7 separate regions of the Mus musculus genome follow, and regions 2, 3, 4, 5, 6 and 7 are each linked to region 1. Evidence: chromatin contacts called from public Hi-C, HiChIP or PLAC-seq and promoter capture Hi-C data. All regions are on one chromosome and are shown on one strand. The core of a region is the stretch at or near the end of the contact, and the rest is flanking DNA. Distances in the headings are between cores, read along the strand shown. Region 1 holds the start of Ccng1 (cyclin G1). Region 2 has its middle 73 kb from the start of Gm12146. Region 3 has its middle 30 kb from the start of Mir146. Region 4 holds the start of C1qtnf2 (C1q and tumor necrosis factor related protein 2). Region 5 holds the start of Ccnjl (cyclin J-like). Region 6 has its middle 11 kb from the start of Mir146. Region 7 has its middle 20 kb from the start of C1qtnf2.

Region 1 (2,700 bases), core at 191-2,690:
TTGCTACTGAAGCACTTTCTCCGACAAAGCCACACCTTCTAATAGTGCCACTCTCTATGAACTTATGGGGGCTATTTTTATTCACACCACCACAGAGCACTTATAAATTACTGGTTTTGTAGATTTACAGAACCAGGGATCCAAATGAATACTGTTCCTTGGTCAACTCACAGCTAACTGCCTGAAATGCCAGATCCAACATCTCTGGTCTCTGAGGGTAGCCACATTCCTGTGCCATACATTCCCCACTTCACCAACACCCCCAGATATAATTTTAAAATCTAAAACTTTTTTTTTAATTAAAGAGAAAAGGCCAGGCATGATGGTGCATGTTTTTAATCCCAGCACTAGGAGAGTCAGAGGCAGGTGGATCTCTAAGTTCAAGACCAGCCTAGTTTACATAGCTAAGGAGTTCCAGGACAGCTTGGACTACATAAAGACCCTGTCTCAAATAAAACATCACTTGTATCTAGTTAATGACCGTTATGGACGGCCAGCCGGCTTGGCTCTTTCTTATTTTCATGAGATGTACTGGAATGGACAAAATCCTGAACACCACCGTCACCACCCCAACTCCTCACCCTCACCCCCACTGCAGCCATGCGAGCTGAGAACCTACTCTCTGTGCATTGCTCCTGAGGACATGCCCTTCCCCGCTACCCCCGAAAGGAGTCCAGCAAGAGTTCAGGATAATTATTTTTCCGTTAACCTGGTAGAGAAGAGGCTTATAGAGATTAATTTTGTAAGAATAATGTTCCTTCACACCCTATTCTGAAGCCTGAGATTCGGCTCACTGCAGATGGGGTTTTCCAGGCACTGTTCTTTGCTGTTTTCTGCCAGACATATGGCATTTTAAGTCACTGATGATAGTATGAGGGTGCTACAAGAACAAATTCAGAAAATTAGCAGAGGACCAAGAAACTACATACTCTGACATCATTGTAACATCTGAGAAGTTTTGCAAGAAACAAAATAAGATAACGATGAACTGATTCCTAAAACTCAGAGAGAACACTCTAGAGAAGCCTATAGAGAACACTATAGAGAAGCCTACCATCTCATTATCTGTAAAGAGAACGAAAGCATTTTTTTTTTTTAACTTGCCATTGTGTTTTTAGAAAGAGGGGACTGAGCTGCAGTGAACAACAACAAAAGGAAAAAAGCAAAAACCAAAACAATGCAAAACAAAAACCCTCACAGTACATTCTGGTCCGCTACCCAGACCAATCTGGCTAATAGAGGCCAGACCTGCCCGGGCAAGCCTTGGCACTGAACACTCAGTTCCGCAGCTTAAGGAAGGACAGTTCGGAAATGCTCCAATGAGAGAGGCTGCGAGAGTCGGGCGTGGCTCGAAAGGGGAGGAGAATTGAAGTCTGGACAACGGGAAGTGTGCGCTGATTGGCCGAGCTTCCTCAGAGACCATCCATCAAAAGAACCACACCAATCAGCGACGTAGATGCGTCCCAGCTAGAGAGCCAGGTCTCCAGCTTGTTCCCCCACTGCCCGGCGCAGTCCTTCGCTGCGCGCTGACCCCGAGGAAGGCAGTACTTGGTCAGGGCGCTGAGGGACCCTCCACCGGGACGCCGGCCCCTCCCCGGGCCTCTGCTCACTTGACCCCCACTCCCTAGTCCGTCCCCTTAGTAGGCCTGTCGGATCGGGGACGTGGGGCGAGCTGAGAGCAGGCCCGGGGTGGGTGGTCACCGTGGTGAAGACGTGGCTGTCAAGGTGAGAGGGGACTATGGGGTGGATCTCAGAACCCTGCACTCCGGAACGCAAGCCCGGGCTAGTCTGCGCCTAGAGAGAGGCGCAGCGGGAGCGGTATTCCTATGTCATGCCTCCCAGTCCCAACCTGCACCCCTGAACTGAGTTAGTGGTTCCTCACCAAGACGACCTTCCTGTCACATCTTTAAACTGCCCAGGGAAGAATCGTCCTCTGTATCCAGGGCTTAGGTTGTGCCCAGGACTCAGAGGAAGTGTAATGCATACTTCCACCAATGCAACTCCCCAGCTTCACCTAACTTTTTCTTTTGGTTTTTAAATGGCGTTAGACTATTCGGAGCACTGAGTGCTAAGCACCGTGCCACACTGAGTCATATCGTGTGTTATTCACAGCCACTCCAAGAAACAGATGTTGTCACCCTCATTTCACAGGTGTAAAAATAAGCTCATTACCTGGAAATAAATGGGCACCTGTGTGCTAAGCGGTTTGTGTGACTCCTTTTAAGCTACCCAATCTATGAGCTATGAGATTGTAGGTAATAATCGTATTTCTACTTCATAGGTAAGGAACTAAGGTTCACGTTGTTAACATATATGGCAGAGTATGTACTATCATTTGACTTTTAGTTTGGGTGTATCATGTGGGGCAGTATCTATTTGTGGCATGTACTGACAATGAAGAAGTCTTTGCTTAAGTAGAGAAAAAAAATTTTTAAGCCATAGTTTATGTCCTATACAAACTCACAATTTAGGAATGTGACCTACTGGGAGAAGGTAAAAATACTTACAGACCTTGGCTTTGCAGTGTCTTCGTCTTAGACGTAATGGAAATGGGGTGGGGGGTGGAGGGGGCATGCACTATAAAGCACTTTTTGCCACAATGCAGAGATAGCCAGGCAGGGTTCTTATGCTCTTTTCTGGGTTTGTTCTATTTATAGATGATAGAAGTACTGACAACTGACTCTCAGAAACTGCTACACC
Region 2 (2,700 bases), core at 90-2,589, 2.5 Mb before region 1:
GGAACCCAGATGAGAGCAAGGTGAAAGAGAATAGGTGTGCTATACAAGAGGGCATCTTTGGGACACGCAAATTGTGGCTGACCATGTAGGATATTTATAATGTGAAGTATTAATTAATTTTCTTGTGAGTGGCATCCAGTGATGTCCTCTTATTGCACTGTAACATGGGGAGAAGGAGCAAGCAGAGCTTCTTATATAGCCACCGAATTCATTATGGGGCCCCCATCCACAGGACCTCATCTAACGCTAAAGACCTCCCAAAGGCCACGACTCCAGATAAATTCAAGATGTGAATTTGGGTTTTGATATTCTAACATATGAACTTTGGGGCATATTCAGTTCATGGTGAGGAAGGCAAACAGAGAGGTAGTTTGGCAACCCATGATCCTTCTTGAATTGAGCTACACACAAAATCCATTCCAAACAGTGCATTTAAGCATCTAGAGTGTTACCTGCACAGAGTCCCATGCTCTTTTCCAAAAATGGCCATCCATCACTCAGCATCTGGTTCCTTAGCAATCCATAGTGACTCCTCTTTTTGTGGCCATGGGAAGGAATAATTGTCTCGGGCAATTTCATGTTCTTATAATATAGTATCTTATAAGAATAGTATCTAAAACTCACAATGAGTAGAAATTTGTTTGCCTCATAGTTCTGGAGGTTGAAAAAACCCAAGATCCAGGAACTATCTTAGTAAGTGTTAACTGTGGTAGAAAGTAGATGGGTCAAAAAGTCCATGTTGAGTGAGAATGAGCAAGGCAGTGGGGAAGGATGATCAAAAGTGAGGGAAGAGAGGAATGGAACCAGAGAGAATGGCCTCCTGACCCCATTCTGGAGTCAGAACCTTCATGGTCTCAACACTGCCTAAAAGTGTCCCACCTCTCAAGACGCTGTACTGAGGTTAAATTTCCAACCTGTGAACTTTGGACGAGAGGGTCAGACCAGGGCAACCTCTAAGCAGGTAGATATAGAACACATTGTGGTATTTAATACACGTATACATTGTATATGGGTCAAAACCAAGATCATTAATGTTTCCATCTCATTTCATGTTTCAAGGCTCTTTCATTCTATCTACTCATCATATATAACACAGATTATTCTGAACTGCTGTCATTCCACTATGCTATTGAACATGGAAACATTCCTATTCCACTCGTCTTGTAATTCCTCTGCCTACTTTCTAAGGTTTCCCAAAACATAATTAAAAAAATAGTTGAACAATATTCCATTGTTCGTTAGGACTGTATTCTCACTCACCCATGGACTGATATCTAGGCCAGTCGCGTGTCTATTGTGACTAGTCGGGTGACTTTTTGACTTGCTGACATCACTTTCTTTGTGCATGTACCAGAAATAGGATTGAGTCAGATGGCAGATCTAATTTTAGTGTGTTTAGAAAATGCCACCTGGTCCTTCTCAATGGTTGGATGAATTTACATTTTACCAACATCGTATGAGAAATCCCCCTTTTGTATATTCTTCCCAGCAGCTATTATCTTTTGTATTTTTAAAAGTGATATCTATTTTCATTTTCAGTTATGCATAAGCATATATGTCTGACTGTGGTTTTGTGTACATGGATGGTGCATGCAGAGGTAAGAGAATGCTGGCTTCCTTAGAGTTGGAGTTACAGGCAGTTGTGAGCAGCCCAACATGGGTTCTGGGAACAGAACTTGGGTTCTCTGTAGAAGCAATACATGCACTTAGCCATTGACTCATCTCGCCAGCTCTATCTTTTGTCTTTTTACAGTAGCCAGGTATTCTGGCTGGCTTTGTGTGTCAACTTGACACAAGCTGGAGTTATCACAGAGAATGGAGCCTCCCTTGAGGAAATGCCTCCATGAGATCCAGCTGTAAAGCATTTTCTCAAGTAATGAAGTAATGATCAAGGGTGGGTTGGTTCCATTGTGGGATGTGACATCCCTGAGCTGGTAGCCCTGGGTTCTATGAAATACCAAGCTGAGCAAGCCAGGGGAAGGAAGCTAGTAAGCAGCACCCTCCCTCCATGGTCTCTGCATCAGCTACTGCCTCCAAGTTCCTGCCCTGTGTGAGTGCCTGTCCTGACTTCCTTTGGTGATGAACAGCAATGTGGAAGTGTAAGTTGAATAAATCCTTTCCTCTACAACTTGCTTCTTGGTTTTGATGTTTTGTGCAGGAATAGAAACCTTGACTAAGACATCATACTAACTGGGATAAGATAATATCTCACTGTGGCTTTTATTTGCACCATACTGATAACTAGTGCTATTAAGAATTGGTCCCTATGAACTAACCAGTACCCTGGAGCTCTTGTCTCTAGCTGCATATGTATCAAAAGATGGCCTAGTCGGCCATCACTGGAAAGAGAGGCCCATTGGATTTGCAAACTTTATATGCCCCAGTACAGGGGAACGCCAGGGCCAAAAGGGGGGAGTGGGTGGGTAGGGGAGTGGGGTGGGTGGGTATGGGAGACTTTTGGGATAGCATTGGAAATGTAAATGAGGAAAATACCTAATAAAAAAAATCAAAAAAAAAAAAAAAAAAAGAATTGGTCCCTAAATTTGTTGTTCACTTCCTTTGTATCTTTTGCCCATTTTAAATCAGGATATCTTCCTTGAGTTTTAAGTGATTTCATTACTCCAGATATCAACCCTAAACCAGATGAATAGCTGACAGTTTTCTTATTCTGTAGATTGTCTCTTCATTCTGATTTTTTTC
Region 3 (2,700 bases), core at 137-2,636, 2.6 Mb before region 1:
CGTGTAAGGCTGAGAGAGCATTGTGAAGAGGGGGCAGAAAGATTGCAAGAGCCAGGGGATCAGGGACTTTGATCTAAGATTGTGTCTCCTAGTAATATCAGAAGCTGTACTCATGAAGTCTCACCACTAAGACTGTCCAAGTGTGAGCTGAACAAGGATGGCACCAGTGGACATGACAGATTGGATAGGGGAAAGCCCATGAAGTCTCAGCCCCACATAAAGAGCTCTAGGCACCTGAATAAAGCAGAGAGTGGGATGGGGTGGACCTCCCCAGGGAAGAGCATACCAGATGGTTGCCAAGTGCCACACTGCCAGCCCTGTAAACACACATACAATTAATCAGACTAGCTAAACAGGTTGCATTCCTGAATACGTTCTATCTATCTATCTATCTATCTATCTATCTATCTATCTATCTATCTATCTATCTATCTATCAATCTATCTATCTATCTATCTATCTATCTATCTATCTATCTATCTATCTATCTATCTAATACATGTAATGACAATTAGTGAAAAAGAGGACATAGATTTGAGGGAGAGTGGGGAGGGCTTGGAGGTAGGAAAGGGAGGGGAGAAATGTAATTAAATTAAATAAAAAACATTGACCACTGTTTTTGTTTGTTTGTTTGTTTTGGATGGCATCAGCCCTGAACCTTTAACAAGTGCAGAGCATCCTGTGATAACTGACCCAGGCATCTATAATGGGCAGGTTCCTGTTGACCCCACCTGTGCCCTTCAGGTTACTCTCCTTGTCTTTGCTGGGGAAGAATTTTGATGTCTTTCAGATTATCTTTTCCAGCATTTCCATTGTTTAGCAAGGGGAGATGGCTTCTGAGCTCATATGAGATCTGCATGCGAACACAGGCTTTTGGAGCCACCTGCTCTGCTGGCTGCTCATCATAGAGTGTAGCTGGGAAGGAAAGACAAAGGGACCTCGAATTTCTCTGTGCGGGCCATTTACAGAACATTGGGGAAAATGCCTCTTGTTCACTATTTTGTGTTCGCTGTGTCTGTATTCTGTGCTTCAAGTATCCAAAATACTGTCCCCAGATAATAGCTTATATGGTACATTTGGTCTGGTCCTCTTTCCTGTGTCCCTAAACAGTTTAAACCCTCCATATCCTCTTCCTGTCCTAGTCCTGCCCCGCCTTTGTGTTCCCCCAGGACTATGTTTCCCAAGGGTGATTGCCACATCCTGACAGCTGCCCAGTCACAAGCTAAATATAAACCCTTCAGACAGCAAGTAAGCCCCTCTGGTTATCTGCTCCTTTGTGTAGCTTATTATCCTCCCAAATCAAACTCCAGAGGAGACTCACAGATCATGCATGCTGGGCAGGGCCGGTGGGGTGCGTGCGTCTGACTGGGTAAACCAAACAAACGAAAGCGTTGTGAGTCAGCTGTACCCTTTCAGCAGAGCGCCGGGTCTGCACTTCAGACAAACCCTCCAATCCTCAGACGTTGATTTTCAAAGCAAATTGCTGCATGTCGCATCAATACTGGGAGCAGATGTAATAGTCTGGTGAGCTGGCTGCATGCAGCCAAGTGCAGGGACATAGAATCAAGGGCAGAGAGTAGCTGGCACACTGAGGCTTGTATTATCTATATGGCTCTGCCTTCCTTACAGGACCATAGGAAATGGAGGCACGGTGGGCAGAGGAACCCAGGTCTCTGGTTGTCTTAGAGACTGCGAAGCCCAGGGCTATGTCTTTATAGTGACCCATGGTAAGGTCTGGGGCTGCATATGGCCTTCTGGCTGCGAGGATTCTTAACACAGAGGGCAGCTTGGGATCTCCAGGGGCTACAGGCTTAGTCAAGGCCAAAAGCTGTCATGCTGAAATAGCCAAGGCCTGAAGGAAAACAGATTTTTTTTTTTTCTTCCAGAAATTGGTGGTCTATTTCAAACCTTGTGTGCAAATGCTCAAGAAACAGGACCAAGGGAGGAATTAATGTTTGGAAAAGGCTCTGGGGTTGATGCCATTCTGCAATTTTTCTGTGCCTGGATTTCCCTCATGTTTCTCTAGAGGTTCACCTTCTTGGCCACTACATGTGGTCCCAGGACCTTGTTTCCTCTCACATTGTATTCTCTCTCCTAACGATATAACCCTAGCTAAGCCAAGCACTTCTTTCCACTCCTCCTCCTCCTCTTCCTCCCTCTCCTCCTCCTTTTTCTCCCCTCCTCTCCTCCTCCTCCTCCTCCTCCTCCTCCTCCTCCTCCTCCTCCTCCTCCTCCTCCTCCTCCTCCTCCCCCCTTTTTCTTACCCGAGACAAGAGCTCACTGTGTGTTACCTAACTAGCCTGGGGAAACTCAGTATGTAAACCAGGCTGACCTTGACCTGACCAATATCTTTCTGCCTCTGCTTCACAAGTGCTTCCATTAAAAGGAGTGTGCCTTTAGTCAGGCCCAACTTTCCCCTCTGTTTCCATGCATCACATTTAAATACAAAAGTCACGTCTGTTTCCTACCAGCTGCAAATGGAATACCTGACTTCACCATTTGGATGTCTTGAAATCAGCATTTTGAGAGTGAGCCTGCAATCACCCATCTGTGCTTTCTGATGTTTCTTACCTCATTGAACAGCAACCACAATGCAGTTAAATAAGTCAGAGACTTTGTCGAAATCTCGTATCTCTTCCCCGCTTGCAATGCTGTGCTTAGCCTTGCGTTGATTACTTGACTCAGACATATTTTTAACCT
Region 4 (2,700 bases), core at 17-2,516, 2.7 Mb before region 1:
AATAATCCTGTGTAGATGGGAGAGCCGAAGTAAAACAGTGGGAAGAGAGATTTTTAATAATTCTAAATGCCTTTGTCATTATTAACGCTGCTGGTCTGCTGTGTATAGTTTCTGGCAGACAGTCATTTACGGGAAGGAGCTCTGGAATGTTGCAGACCAGTTTTATGGTCACGGCAGAGGAGCACCACACTGAGATGTACGAAGGCCTTCGTGTGTTACAGAAGGAACTGGATGGGCTGGGAGACCACCATCAGCCACTGTGATAGTTTGGGTGTTGAGGTTCCTGGAGTGGATCCCAGGGCAGTGGTGGTAGAAAATGTGAACTGTATAGAGATACAAATGAGGCAAGGGCATTTGGAGTATGGCTCTGCAGGGAGAGAGCTTGGCCAGCATGGACAAAAAAAACCTGGGTTTGCTCCCTGGAACTGAATAAATCCGACGTGGTGACACACGGGGAATCCTACCACACCATTGGCAGGGGCAGGAGGAGCAGGAGTCAAAGGTTATCCCTCAGCTACATAGTGAGCTCAAGGTTGGATGGGCCATAGGAGACCCTGGCTCTAACGAAAATAAAGACGAGGCTTAGAGACGAGGAGTTTGATGAAGCAGGGGGAGAGGAGAGAATTGTGAAGAATTTGATGTAATTTTCTGACTGTCATTTACTATAGCTTTCTGAGCACAATCTGCACCACCCTTCTCCCCATTTTAATGTATTTAAAGAAATGTCCAGAGATAAAGAGATAATGAGCCCTATTGAGGTTAACTCTGTGAACCCAAGCGTCCAATTTGGACACAAAGAGTTAAGTACCTTTGCTGCCGGTGCAGCCCAGAGCCTGTCCTTAAAGTTAGTTCCTCCTTTGAAGATAGATAAGTCGTTGTCATGGAAACGAAAGCACACAAGTTCAGGGCCTGAGGGCGTGGTACCAAATAGGTTCTCAGTAAACCTCAGGGCTCTTTTCTTTCTTAACCTGCGAGCCAGCAGTCAGAACCTGGCACATGGCATGCTCCTTAGAAATGTTTGAATCCGGGCTGTAATGCCCGAGGGAGGCAGAGGTGGAGAGGGGCCCATCCCGATGTCTATCCCCATCCCGGGGCGAGCTCTCTGCTACCTCATCTCGCGCCTGCAGCATCCAAGGTTCTTCCAGGTCCGCCCCACTCTCTGTCCTGAGGGGCACTACACTCACCTTCTGTGCACCGAGCCACATCCAGGGCCATCCGACGTCGCTGCTCCGGTGGTGTTCAGTCCTGCCTGCAGCAGCCAGAGATGCCGGCCCCAGGCATAGTTTTCCCATCCCGTCATGGGCGGGAGTGCCTTCCTTCCCGGTCACGTGCGCTGGCTAGCAGCTGGCCTTCTTTTTCCCTTCGGATTTTAGAAAGACTTTTAGCGATGGGGGCAACTTGGGTGTGTCGATGCATTTATGTGTGTAGAAGCTGTCAGAGCATTTGAAGGTTTAGTACACGAGTCGTTGTTATTGCGGTGTTCGCCAGTGTCTGCAGAGCCATCTGTGTGTACACGTGGGCATTTATCTCTTGGTGGATCCGAGGCTGTCTCAGGAGAGAGCATTTCCTTGTTCACTGAATGTTCGTGCACTGGACAGTGATTATAAGGTATACATACATGTTTTGTAGTAGTAGTAGTAGTAGTAGTAGTAGTAGTAGTAGTAGTAGTAGTAGTAGTAGTAGTAGTGTGTGCGTGTGTGTAGGTTATGCATTCAAATATACGTCAGACCCCAGTATGCATGTGCAGATTCATGGTGAAGACTGAGCTGAGTGTGTAACTGGGAGTATACTGGGTGTGTCTGATAGTGGCTAAGTATCTGTGTGAGGTGACATTGAGTGTTCAGTGGCTTCTTTTCTGTATACACACACACACACACACACACACGTACACACGTACACACGTGAGGATTTTCTCTGGATGTCAATGTCCACACAGATGGGAACATATATGTCCCTGCCCTCATCTCTCTCTCTCTCTCTCTTTGTCCTCTGCAGATGAGTTTCTTCTTTATCCTTCTGACTCTCAGGTCTACCTCAAGTTATGGAGAGAGAGAGAGAGAGAGAGGGAGAGAGAGAGAGAGAGAGAGAGAGAGAGAGAGAGAGAGAGAGAGAGAGAGAACACCCTGGGTGATCTCAGCATCCAAGACATCAGAGAGATCTCAGTTAGATAACAAGCAGACACTAGAAGAAGAAACACCAAAGGCCTGTTATTAGCACCTCTCCCTTCCTTCCTCTGCTCCCTTCTTCTAGCTCCTAGTATTCCCCACTGAGCAGCAGGAGCATCTGGCTAACAGCTGTCACAAGATGCAGACTTTACAGTCAGAATTTTAATGCAGAAATGCCTCCAAAGTCCAATGCTGATTGCATTCCCCTAGACACGTCAGTGGACTGCATAGACAGTATTTCACTTTCAGAGATGTCAGAGGAAGAATAATGATCTCACCTGCACCTGCCTTCCTTCCCTTAGCTGTGACACTCACCCATAAGACACTTAGGAAGTTATCAAGCTATGCAGAGATCAGTATTGATATTACATAAATTTATAATTTGTAGTGATCATAAATGTTATATTAATACCATCATATATATTAGCATTATATTGCATAATACAAAATAAGTAATGATACAAAGACATGCTAGTGGGCTCAATGTTTATTCAACAAATTAAAAGATTAACTTACATTTATTTATTTATTTATT
Region 5 (2,700 bases), core at 162-2,661, 2.8 Mb before region 1:
TTCTTTCTCTCGTTTTGAGACAAAGTGTCCCACTGTGTAGCCCTGTGCTTCCTGGAGCTCCTCCTGACGCTTCAGTTGACCTTGAACTTGTGGAGATCCTTCTGCTGTCTCCACAGTGCTAGGACTGCCCCCAGGCCAGACTTTTAAATTTCATTCAGTTCCTGCCTTAACAATGAATTCCCACCATCTACCTAATATTTCTTTACACCGAACTGTAACTTTACTACGTTTGCATAGATTTATTTAGGCATCTGCTTTACCACTGAGCTATGCACTAGTCTAGTAATTATATTTTAAAAGAAATTGCTACAACATCATTACAATGATAGGGAAAATCAGCATTATGTATAGTAGGTGGTATTATGTGTCTTTGAATTACACACTGTAATGGATACACAGTATTTTTTTTTTAATCCATTCTTGTACCATGTAAAGTAACCTCGGGAGGAAATCCAATGGGATACGAACTATTCTTCATTTAGGTGGCTGGTGAAAAACCGACTTCAAGTTCTTGGATCTCCAGGTCCTTTGCCTGGAAGAAGACCACACTCCCCATGAAGGTAAAAGAGCAGGCGCACAAATAAAAGGGCACCAAGAGTGCTGAGTTCCCATGCGGGGCATCCTGAAGACACCCACAGGAGACCGAAAGTGACTTTAAATACCCAGTCCTTGCGAGTGACAAGGGCGGGGAGGAACTGACCTTCTCGCGCAGAGTGCAGTGTACGTCCGAGGCGACGCGCCCTTCCCACCACGGCTCATCCATCACCGCCGCAGTTATGAAGCTACCGGGATCTCGGGGCGCACCCTGCGAGGACACCAGGAGCTTCAGCGATCGGAGACTCTTCCTTCACCCTGCCCTCAGTGACCCTGATCCTCCTCGGTCCCTGTCCCAGTCCGGGACGGGCGCCCCCTCCTGCCCTGCACCGTGGAGCTGGCTGTCGCCCGCTGTCCTGAAGAGCCAGCAGTGTCCCCGCTCCCCTCCCTCCGCCCGCCCAACCTGGGGCTATCTGGAACTGTGTGCAACAACTTGCAGAATATCCAATGTGCCCCTCTGCAAAAGTTGCAAAGTTGCGGGCTGTAGTAGCTCTCCCAGGGCTGGCTGGGTCACTGGCTCAGAGTCCCCAACTCCTCCCCCGCCGCCTAGCCTTTGTCCTGCTCGCACATCCTGCCCTCGAGCCGGGGCCAGACTCACGCATCGCTGTCCCGGCGTGGGGGGCCGCGGGTGGTGGGTCCCTTCCCGCACCGGGTACGTAGTGCCCTCCGATGGCCGCCCGGTCCCTGGCCTCGCGTGCTCGCGACCGCTGCCTCTGCAGCCCGTCCCGCCCGGCCACCGGCGCGCCCCTGCGTGCGCTCGGTCCCGCCGCGGCTCGCAGTTCGGGCCGCCGGGGGCCTCCCTCCCTCGCTCGGGGAATTGGGGGCCGGGCCTCGCGCATGCGCCGCCAGCACCCCGCGCCCCGCGGGGCGGGGGGCTGGGAATGGCAGTCTTTCTTTCCCCGGCGCTGAGCTGCGCTTCCTGCCCACCCTCCTCCCTCGCCCGGGCAGAAAGCTAGGCTTCACCTTCCCTGGGACTCTGGGGGCGATCCCCAGTGACCCTGCCCCCTTGATCCTGGAGCGCGGGGGACGCGGCGCCACCTGCGTGTGCCGCGCGTGGATCCAGCGGCCAGGACGCCCCCAGAAAGTTCTGACTTCCGCATGCGCTGCTCCTGCCAACCTGCAGACGCTTCCACCTGTCTTTCTTTCTTTTTCAGCCTGCCCTGCGATGGGGAGGTAGATTTTCAAACAATTCCCACAGGAGCCCCAGAGAAGACACCCTTGGATACGCACGAGTTCCTCTTTATAAAGAGGGCTCAGTGAGTATCTTATTGTACTCTTAAGCGTGCATCCATGCTGAGCATTGCAGGGAAACAGTCCTTGTGGCAGGTTGCGGGATAGAAAGCCCTTTTAATTTACTTGTTTTCAGAAAGGCATTTTCTGGAGCCTGCAGTATAATGGCATAACATCCTGCTGTGCTGATTTTTGTGAGCCCTTTGGTGATCCCACTAACTTAAAATCAAGTCCACCAACTACCTGGGTGTTTTTGTTCACCCAGTGTCTTAACCACTTAGAGCTTGGCTTTAGGTAATAGAGGGATACAAACTACAATAATCTGCTGGGGATACATTATGATTAAATGAGAAAGGACACGAAAGAGGATTACCACTAGGCCCGTTAGAAAGTCACCAGTCAATAAATAATTACACGAAAAAGACTTTAGTTTCTGCCTAGTTTTCTACAAGATAGATATTTGTTGTGGTTTGAGACATGGTTTTTCTGTGTAGCCCCAGCTGTCCTGGGACTTGCTCTGTAGACCAGGCTGGCCTTGAACTTGGCGATCTGAGGGAGGTCTTGTAGGACTACAGAGTCCTGTGAGCTGGGACTAAAGGTGTGTGCCACCATCATCAAGCCGCAAGTAAAATTTTACGGGTTAAAAATACAATTTAGTTTTGAAAGGCTACTATAGTACTGCATACCTGCGACATTAGCACTCAGAAGGCTGTCTGTAGCTTAAGGGTTAGGAGTTCAAGGGCAGCCTGAGTTACACAGAAGTTTGAACCCTGTCTAGGCTGAGGGTTTTTTGTTTTGTTTTGTTTTGTTTTTCTATGTTTTTTTTTTTAGCTTTGATGAACTTGTACTGAAAAGAAGTTTTAGCATTTATGAGCC
Region 6 (2,700 bases), core at 191-2,690, 2.6 Mb before region 1:
GACACTGGCCAGGCTAGAGCTCCCACCGATGATTCCATTTAAATCCGTGTCTGTCCACTCCCCAGCCCCCGCTCCCAATGGCTCCAAATGGTTTCAGCATTTTTAAAATAAGGTTGTCACTGACATGCCGTAGCTTTTGGCCTTTTATAGACAGCTTCACAAGTAGGTCTCTTCTACCTTAACTTTCTGGTTACCAGGATGCTTCATCTCTTCCATACACCCAGGATTTCAGGGAATGCTAAATTTGGCTTAGAGTCTACTCCGATACCTGGAGCTATGCCTCTACTACACCAAGGAAGCCCCTTTCCAGGGTGTAGAACTCCATGAGTGGGGGTATGAGGTAACATATGGGGACATTAGAGACCTGGAGACAACACACATCCTTTCTAACCCCAGCTCTGCTAATTTCGGGGTGACCATGGGCAAGCATCTTTTAGATCCCCCATTTCCTTACTTATAGCCCAGGGATTAAGAATAGTAACTACATGTGTGTGTGTGTGTGTTGTTGTGGTGGTGAGGATTAAATAGGGCGTTGTGTCTGACTTTCAATGATGCTCAACAAATATTTCCTTTCCAAAAAGCTAGGTGTAAGAGAAGTTTAAACAAAGTGTTACTACCCCAGCAAGATGAGCAATGGTTACCATCTGGAGAGTTCAGGGCAGCAACCATCTTGACCTGTCTCTTTTCTGCCTGTGGGTAATTTCCCAGGGTGGCTATTTTTATTTATCTTGACTGGGAATTTGAACTTTGTCATTGCACATTCCAAAGACCCTGTAAGGGTTTTCTGACTTGGGGATACAAGCAGCGAAGGGTACCCACGGAAGGATTCTGTGACCTCAGGCAAGACCCCTAACCACACCAAAGATTAAAACCCTGGAGTCGGGAAAGATCTTGTTTGTGAAGCACTTGTTAGAGTGCCTGCCTGCCGTCTGGTGGGACCTCATTAAAATGTAGAGGTTGCTGCTGCCATCAACAGAGACAGGGACTGCCCTTCTGCAGATGGATGCTTGGGAACGAATGGATTTCTGAGCGTCCTTCCTGCCTGCCAGGTCCACATTCACTTTAAGCTGTCAGTTCGTAGTTGAAAGCACCTCTTTGTTCCCCTGCGGAGCCAATCCAGGACCGTGTGTCTGAAGCTAGGCACAAATCTTTCCCCTCAATCCCCTCCCTGCCTCCTGCCCCTCTCCAGAGGCCAATTCTTTCTCTTTTAAAATACCCGGACACAGGCTACTCTATCTATCTATCTATCTATCTATCTATCTATCTATCTATCTATCTATCTATCTATCCATCCGAATGTTAAATTGAGGTTTTTGGTCGAAACTCTGCCTACGCCTACTTGAAAAGCCAACAGGCTCGTTGGGCAGCCGACAAAGCTCTCGGGATTTCCCCACAGGCTAGGGAGAGTACAGACAGGAAGCCAGGGACCCAGCGCCTGACCAGCACTTCCTCAGGGGAGGCTGGAGCTTACTCCGTCTTGCAACGAACTCTCTAGAACGTGCAGGCTATTCTAGCTGTAGTCAGCAGCCCGCCTGGTTAAGAGAGGGTCCCTGCGGGCATCTGCATGGGTCTAGACTCTGCTGGCTTTAAGGTGGGAGCTGCTGGCTTCTGCCCTAAGATGCTGACACAGCCTGGCTGGGCTGGAACCTTCTATTCCGGCTCAGCCGCTTCCTCCCTAGCTGCCACGAGGAGGGAATTGAGAAGGGACTTTCCAGAGAGAGTTAGCTCGCTGGGTGCGGAATGGAATAAAAGCATATGCAAATTGGCCTGTGAGTTCCTTCCTCTGCCCCAGTGAGCCAAGAGAAAGATGCTCTTCTGGAAGGCTCTTGGCATCTCTCTTCTCTCCCTGGATGGCGGCAGCGGGGGTCCATTGGAGTGGTAAAACCAGCCAGGCAGCCACAGCAAGGGGGTGGGTGCTGCGGAAGCAGCAAAATGAGGAGGGGTGGGGAGAAGAAGGAAAGCCACATTGGAAAAGATAGGTAAACTGGGATTTGAGCACACGGAGAATTGGGGTTAGAAAAATAGTCCTTGCCAGCTGATTTACTATGCACCTATCTGTTGTCTGAGAGTCAGCCAGCTTTTGTACAGTGGATTATTGCAGAGCGAATGGCGCATTAAAGATATAATCAAGATGTTCAATGCTTAGTGAGTGACACTAGAGTTAAAGTAGGTGAGACTTTTGTCATGGGCTGTAAATATAAAAATGTCAGTGGCTTAGAAATATTTCCAGTAATATAGTTAAAGCATGGGTCTATTTCTGAAAGGAAGATAATTTTAGCCTTTTGTAACTTTCGGGTGGGATGGCAATATGGGTGATACAGTAAGGTGCTTCCTTAAATCCTGGTATTGTGGCTCCTATCTGGCAAGTCATCAATTTTCTTTTAGTGACAGTAATAAAAAATATTACATTGTCCAATATGGAGTGTAGGGGGTGCATGGGAATTATGACATACAACTTTGTTTATTGTATGGCTGTTCTTGGTTTCCTTCAGTCTTGTCTGTAGAAGGAATTTTTTATCTTTCAAAAGCATTGTTTTCTGTTAAACTTGACTTGTATTTTAATTGACATTAATGTAAATTTTCTCTCATGAAACCCATGGGCCTCAGAATTATTTATTACAGTGCTTTCTTCACATTTGAGGTATTTCCAGTCAATATTGTTTTATTCATCTGTTCCTATTCAACTTTGCTTTTTGTCTC
Region 7 (2,700 bases), core at 88-2,587, 2.7 Mb before region 1:
CTGGAAAGTTCTTTTTAGGCTTCTGTTTCTACAGCAGGGAAAGGGTATAGCTCTTGAAGAGTGAGGGAGCTACACTAACGTAGGGTCTCCTGTCATCAGACCCATGTGCAAGGAGCTGGGTCTGTGACTCTCAGACTATGGAATCAGAGGGTCCCAAGGAGAGGCGAGCCACTGCTCTGAAAGCCTGGGTAGGTTGTGGTACCAAATGGCTTCAAAGGTCTGACCTGAGACCCCCTCGGAACCAACTCTATCCTACTCAGAAACTTGTCAAAGCCTAGACAGTTCTGGTTTATCAGGCTCCTCCCGCTGGGAAGCATGGGGTAGACAGACCTGCTCACAGGGGCCCCCTATCTGTGGTCTCTGCTTCCCCGTGTCTATGAAGTGAGGTTGGTGGTCTTGGAAGCTGCTGACAATAGTGTGAACTGTGGAGCAGTCCGCACACATCAAAGGCGGCCTGCTGCCAGTGTTCAGTAAACGTTGCCGCCATTTCTAGTGTAGCTCAGGAGATTTGACAGTGATTTGTTATAACAGAAGTCTTCACTGAGGGGTGGGAAGATGGCTCAGTGTGTAAAAGCATTGGCCAGAAAAGCAGGTTAGGGGCAGAAAAGGCCCTAAATACAGATTTTCCCCAAACTCACATACAAGCCTGGCATGCATGAACACAAGTCTGTCACTCTAGTTCTATTGGGGACAGAGACAGGAGGATTGCTGGGGATTGTCAGTCATCAGCAGAGATCCAAGTTCAGTGACAGATTCGGACTCAAGGGAATAAGATGAGAAATGGTAAATCAGGACACCCGCTATTTTTCTCTGGCCTCAGTGTGTGCATGCGTGTACACACACACACACACACACACACACACACACACACACACACACGTCTTCAGTAGAAGCAGAGGCCTGAGTGTGGAGATTTAGACGCTGGCTGATTCCCTCAGCAATGCTACTCATTGTGCGTGTGTTGTCGTCCTTTCCTGACTGCTTTGAAGAGAGAGAGAGATCAACATTTGATGCCTACATTGGTCCTGAGATCTTCTGGCCCAGCCGTTCATTTTGCTGAAGTCACAAACGTTATCACCCAAACCACACAGGGGACCCCAAGACACTCAGGACTGGACCCCGTTCTTGCTTAACAAGAGCTGGTACTCCTGCCCCATCTCAGGCTGGTCTCTGACACAAACAGGGAGCTCAAAACTCTGTCCCAAGTGCAGATGTCTGGAAAAGGTGAGACTGATTTTATTCCTTTTCTTTCTTTTTCTTTTTTCCCAGCACAAGATCACAGCCACCCTAGAACCCTGGCCTGAGACTCTCCCTTTTGTCTTGGGCTCTGAGGCTAGGAAACTGTCTGCTGCAGAGGCCTGCTGGTTTTTCCAGCCCCCTGTGGCTTATTGGAGGTTTGTGCGGTAGGTGTGCTCCCTCTAGTGGCACAAGTAAGAATTACATGCAGCCCGGAAGCCGTTTCTTCCTATTATGGTGGGGGTGAAGAGTGGGGTGGGGATAGGAGAGAGTGGGTTGGGGCTGGGGGGCTGGGGAGCTGGGGAGGCTGGGGGGGTGGTTGTCAAGCCTCCAATGTAACTTTGATGCATTCTGTACTTGTAGAACCGACTCGCCCCCACCCCCGCACTGTCTCTCCTTTACCTCACCCTAATTCCAGCCCTGTCAATCCCAACTTTGACTTTTGCTCTTTGTTTTTGTATTAATCTTGATTTACTAACATTCTCTATTAAAATATTATCTGTATATATTATTGAGTCTTTGGTCATCTTTTAAAATTTGTGTCTGAGATGGGTGTCAGACTTCTCCCCTGCCATAATTTTGATCATCAACCTGCAGAGGAAAAGCCCTTATGTAAACGGAGTACAACACGCACTTGCCAGGGGAGACCTAAGGTCTGTCTGTCAGTGTGGGCTGGAAGCTCTCTGCACTGTCATGATCAGAGGTGGGGTTCTCCAGGCTGCTTCAGAAGGGGGTAGCTGCCCTTCAAAGAATGCACTGAACTGGGGTCTGGTGGCACAGGCCTTAATCCCAGCAGGCGGACTTCTTTGAGTTCCAGGCCAGCCCAGTTGACAGAGCAAGTTCCAGGACAGCAGGACTGCACAGAGAAACCCTGTCTCGAAAACCGTGAGGCGGGAAGCTGCTTTTCAAAGAGTGTATTGAAGGAGAGAGAGCCTTTGGATTAAAGGCTCACCAAGTTCTAGGTCTTCTTCAGTACCTACATAAAGGGAAGACCGCAAACAGGCCCAGCTTCTCAAGGCATTCAAGAAGCCACAGACAGGACTAGGAACGAGGGTCTTACCATGTAGCCCTAGCTAGCCTGGCATTTGTTATGTAGATCAGGCTATCCTCCAACTCACAGAGATTCACCTGCCTCTGCCTCCTGAGTGCTGGGATTCTCATCATCATGCCTGGTTTAAAAAAAATTTTTTTTTTAGAGAAAGGAAAAGAAAAAACTGTTTACAAATGAAGGTGCCAGTCCATCTCAGAGGCTGACCCTTCTGCGGGGACCCCGGGCAGAACCCCTGCCCACCTGTTGATCTGTTTGGGCCACAGAGTACTGCCTGGTTTCTAGACACTTACCCACCCCATTGCATTTGTGGTGGACTCAGTGAGAATGATTAAATAAACCTTATTTTGTTAGCACTGGGCCCACGCTTCCCAGGACCAGCCCATGCCCTACCTGTTGTTCCATGAGTATCCACC

Evidence for each region. Promoter capture Hi-C pulls out the DNA fragments that hold promoters and counts their contacts. Hi-C and Micro-C count contacts between places; a contact is called where the count stands out from the background. HiChIP or PLAC-seq counts read pairs in DNA pulled down with a chosen protein or histone mark.
Region 2: an H3K4me3 HiChIP or PLAC-seq map of pro-B cells shows a contact between it and region 1, with 9 times the contacts expected there. The contact joins the enhancer-like site here to the promoter of Ccng1 in region 1. A contact is called at or near these places in 9 of 39 promoter capture datasets (cranial neural crest, embryonic stem cells, frontonasal cranial neural crest and 5 more) and 1 of 115 datasets of contacts at active chromatin or transcription factors (pro-B cells).
Region 3: a promoter capture Hi-C map of hippocampal neurons shows a contact between it and region 1, with 20 times the contacts expected there. The contact joins the enhancer-like site here to the promoter of Ccng1 in region 1. A contact is called at or near these places in 15 of 39 promoter capture datasets (the 3T3-L1 cell line, 3T3-L1-derived adipocytes, the C10 cell line and 9 more), 1 of 15 datasets of contacts at CTCF or cohesin (large pre-B cells), 1 of 484 Hi-C or Micro-C datasets (cerebral cortex), 9 of 115 datasets of contacts at active chromatin or transcription factors (SST interneurons, VIP interneurons, astrocytes and 6 more) and 1 of 9 other capture datasets (liver).
Region 4: a promoter capture Hi-C map of embryonic stem cells shows a contact between it and region 1, with 8 times the contacts expected there. The contact joins the promoter of C1qtnf2 here to the promoter of Ccng1 in region 1. A contact is called at or near these places in 4 of 39 promoter capture datasets (cranial neural crest, embryonic stem cells, hippocampal neurons and 1 more) and 3 of 115 datasets of contacts at active chromatin or transcription factors (embryonic forebrain, forebrain and stem cell-derived neural progenitor cells).
Region 5: an H3K27ac HiChIP or PLAC-seq map of stem cell-derived stembryo shows a contact between it and region 1, with 53 times the contacts expected there. The contact joins the promoter of Ccnjl here to the promoter of Ccng1 in region 1. A contact is called at or near these places in 5 of 39 promoter capture datasets (cranial neural crest, frontonasal cranial neural crest, hippocampal neurons and 2 more) and 11 of 115 datasets of contacts at active chromatin or transcription factors (differentiating embryonic stem cells, embryonic forebrain, embryonic hindbrain and 6 more).
Region 6: a Hi-C map of B cells shows a contact between it and region 1, with 14 read pairs. The contact joins the enhancer-like site here to the promoter of Ccng1 in region 1. A contact is called at or near these places in 9 of 39 promoter capture datasets (the C10 cell line, cranial neural crest, embryonic stem cells and 5 more), 1 of 484 Hi-C or Micro-C datasets (B cells), 6 of 115 datasets of contacts at active chromatin or transcription factors (embryonic stem cells, epiblast stem cells, neural tube and 2 more) and 1 of 9 other capture datasets (embryonic stem cells).
Region 7: a contact with region 1 is called in a promoter capture Hi-C map of hippocampal neurons, with 8 times the contacts expected there. The contact joins the enhancer-like site here to the promoter of Ccng1 in region 1. A contact is called at or near these places in 6 of 39 promoter capture datasets (cranial neural crest, embryonic stem cells, frontonasal cranial neural crest and 3 more), 1 of 15 datasets of contacts at CTCF or cohesin (large pre-B cells), 1 of 484 Hi-C or Micro-C datasets (cortical neurons) and 4 of 115 datasets of contacts at active chromatin or transcription factors (astrocytes, embryonic midbrain, forebrain and 1 more).

What each region holds. Positions count from the first base shown.
Region 1 is chr11:40,754,026-40,756,725 of GRCm38.p6, reverse strand. Ccng1 (cyclin G1) reads left to right here and starts at 1,440. Exons shown (of 6, transcript NM_009831.2): 1 at 1,440-1,725; 2 at 2,658-2,700. The coding sequence starts at 2,658.
Region 2 is chr11:43,296,405-43,299,104 of GRCm38.p6, reverse strand. No RefSeq gene overlaps it. Among named protein-coding and RNA genes, the nearest start is that of Gm12146, 73 kb to the right of the region's middle. Within about 2 kb of position 1,339, at least 8 of the 459 cell types and tissues checked have an H3K27ac peak or open chromatin away from gene starts, as enhancers often do. A contact at or near this core is called in pro-B cells, where this site is marked.
Region 3 is chr11:43,343,562-43,346,261 of GRCm38.p6, reverse strand. No RefSeq gene overlaps it. Among named protein-coding and RNA genes, the nearest start is that of Mir146, 30 kb to the left of the region's middle. Within about 2 kb of position 1,386, at least 46 of the 459 cell types and tissues checked have an H3K27ac peak or open chromatin away from gene starts, as enhancers often do. A contact at or near this core is called in SST interneurons, VIP interneurons, hippocampal neurons and 1 more, where this site is marked.
Region 4 is chr11:43,472,872-43,475,571 of GRCm38.p6, reverse strand. C1qtnf2 (C1q and tumor necrosis factor related protein 2) reads right to left here and starts at 1,266. Exons shown (of 4, transcript NM_026979.5): 1 at 1,185-1,266. It also overlaps the pseudogene Gm12151.
Region 5 is chr11:43,527,460-43,530,159 of GRCm38.p6, reverse strand. Ccnjl (cyclin J-like) reads right to left here and starts at 1,411. Exons shown (of 6, transcript NM_001045530.2): 1 at 1,193-1,411; 2 at 701-805. The coding sequence starts at 763.
Region 6 is chr11:43,384,256-43,386,955 of GRCm38.p6, reverse strand. No RefSeq gene overlaps it. Among named protein-coding and RNA genes, the nearest start is that of Mir146, 11 kb to the right of the region's middle. Within about 2 kb of position 1,440, at least 295 of the 459 cell types and tissues checked have an H3K27ac peak or open chromatin away from gene starts, as enhancers often do. A contact at or near this core is called in B cells, epiblast stem cells, liver and 5 more, where this site is marked.
Region 7 is chr11:43,492,883-43,495,582 of GRCm38.p6, reverse strand. No RefSeq gene overlaps it. Among named protein-coding and RNA genes, the nearest start is that of C1qtnf2, 20 kb to the right of the region's middle. Within about 2 kb of position 1,337, at least 52 of the 459 cell types and tissues checked have an H3K27ac peak or open chromatin away from gene starts, as enhancers often do. A contact at or near this core is called in hippocampal neurons, where this site is marked.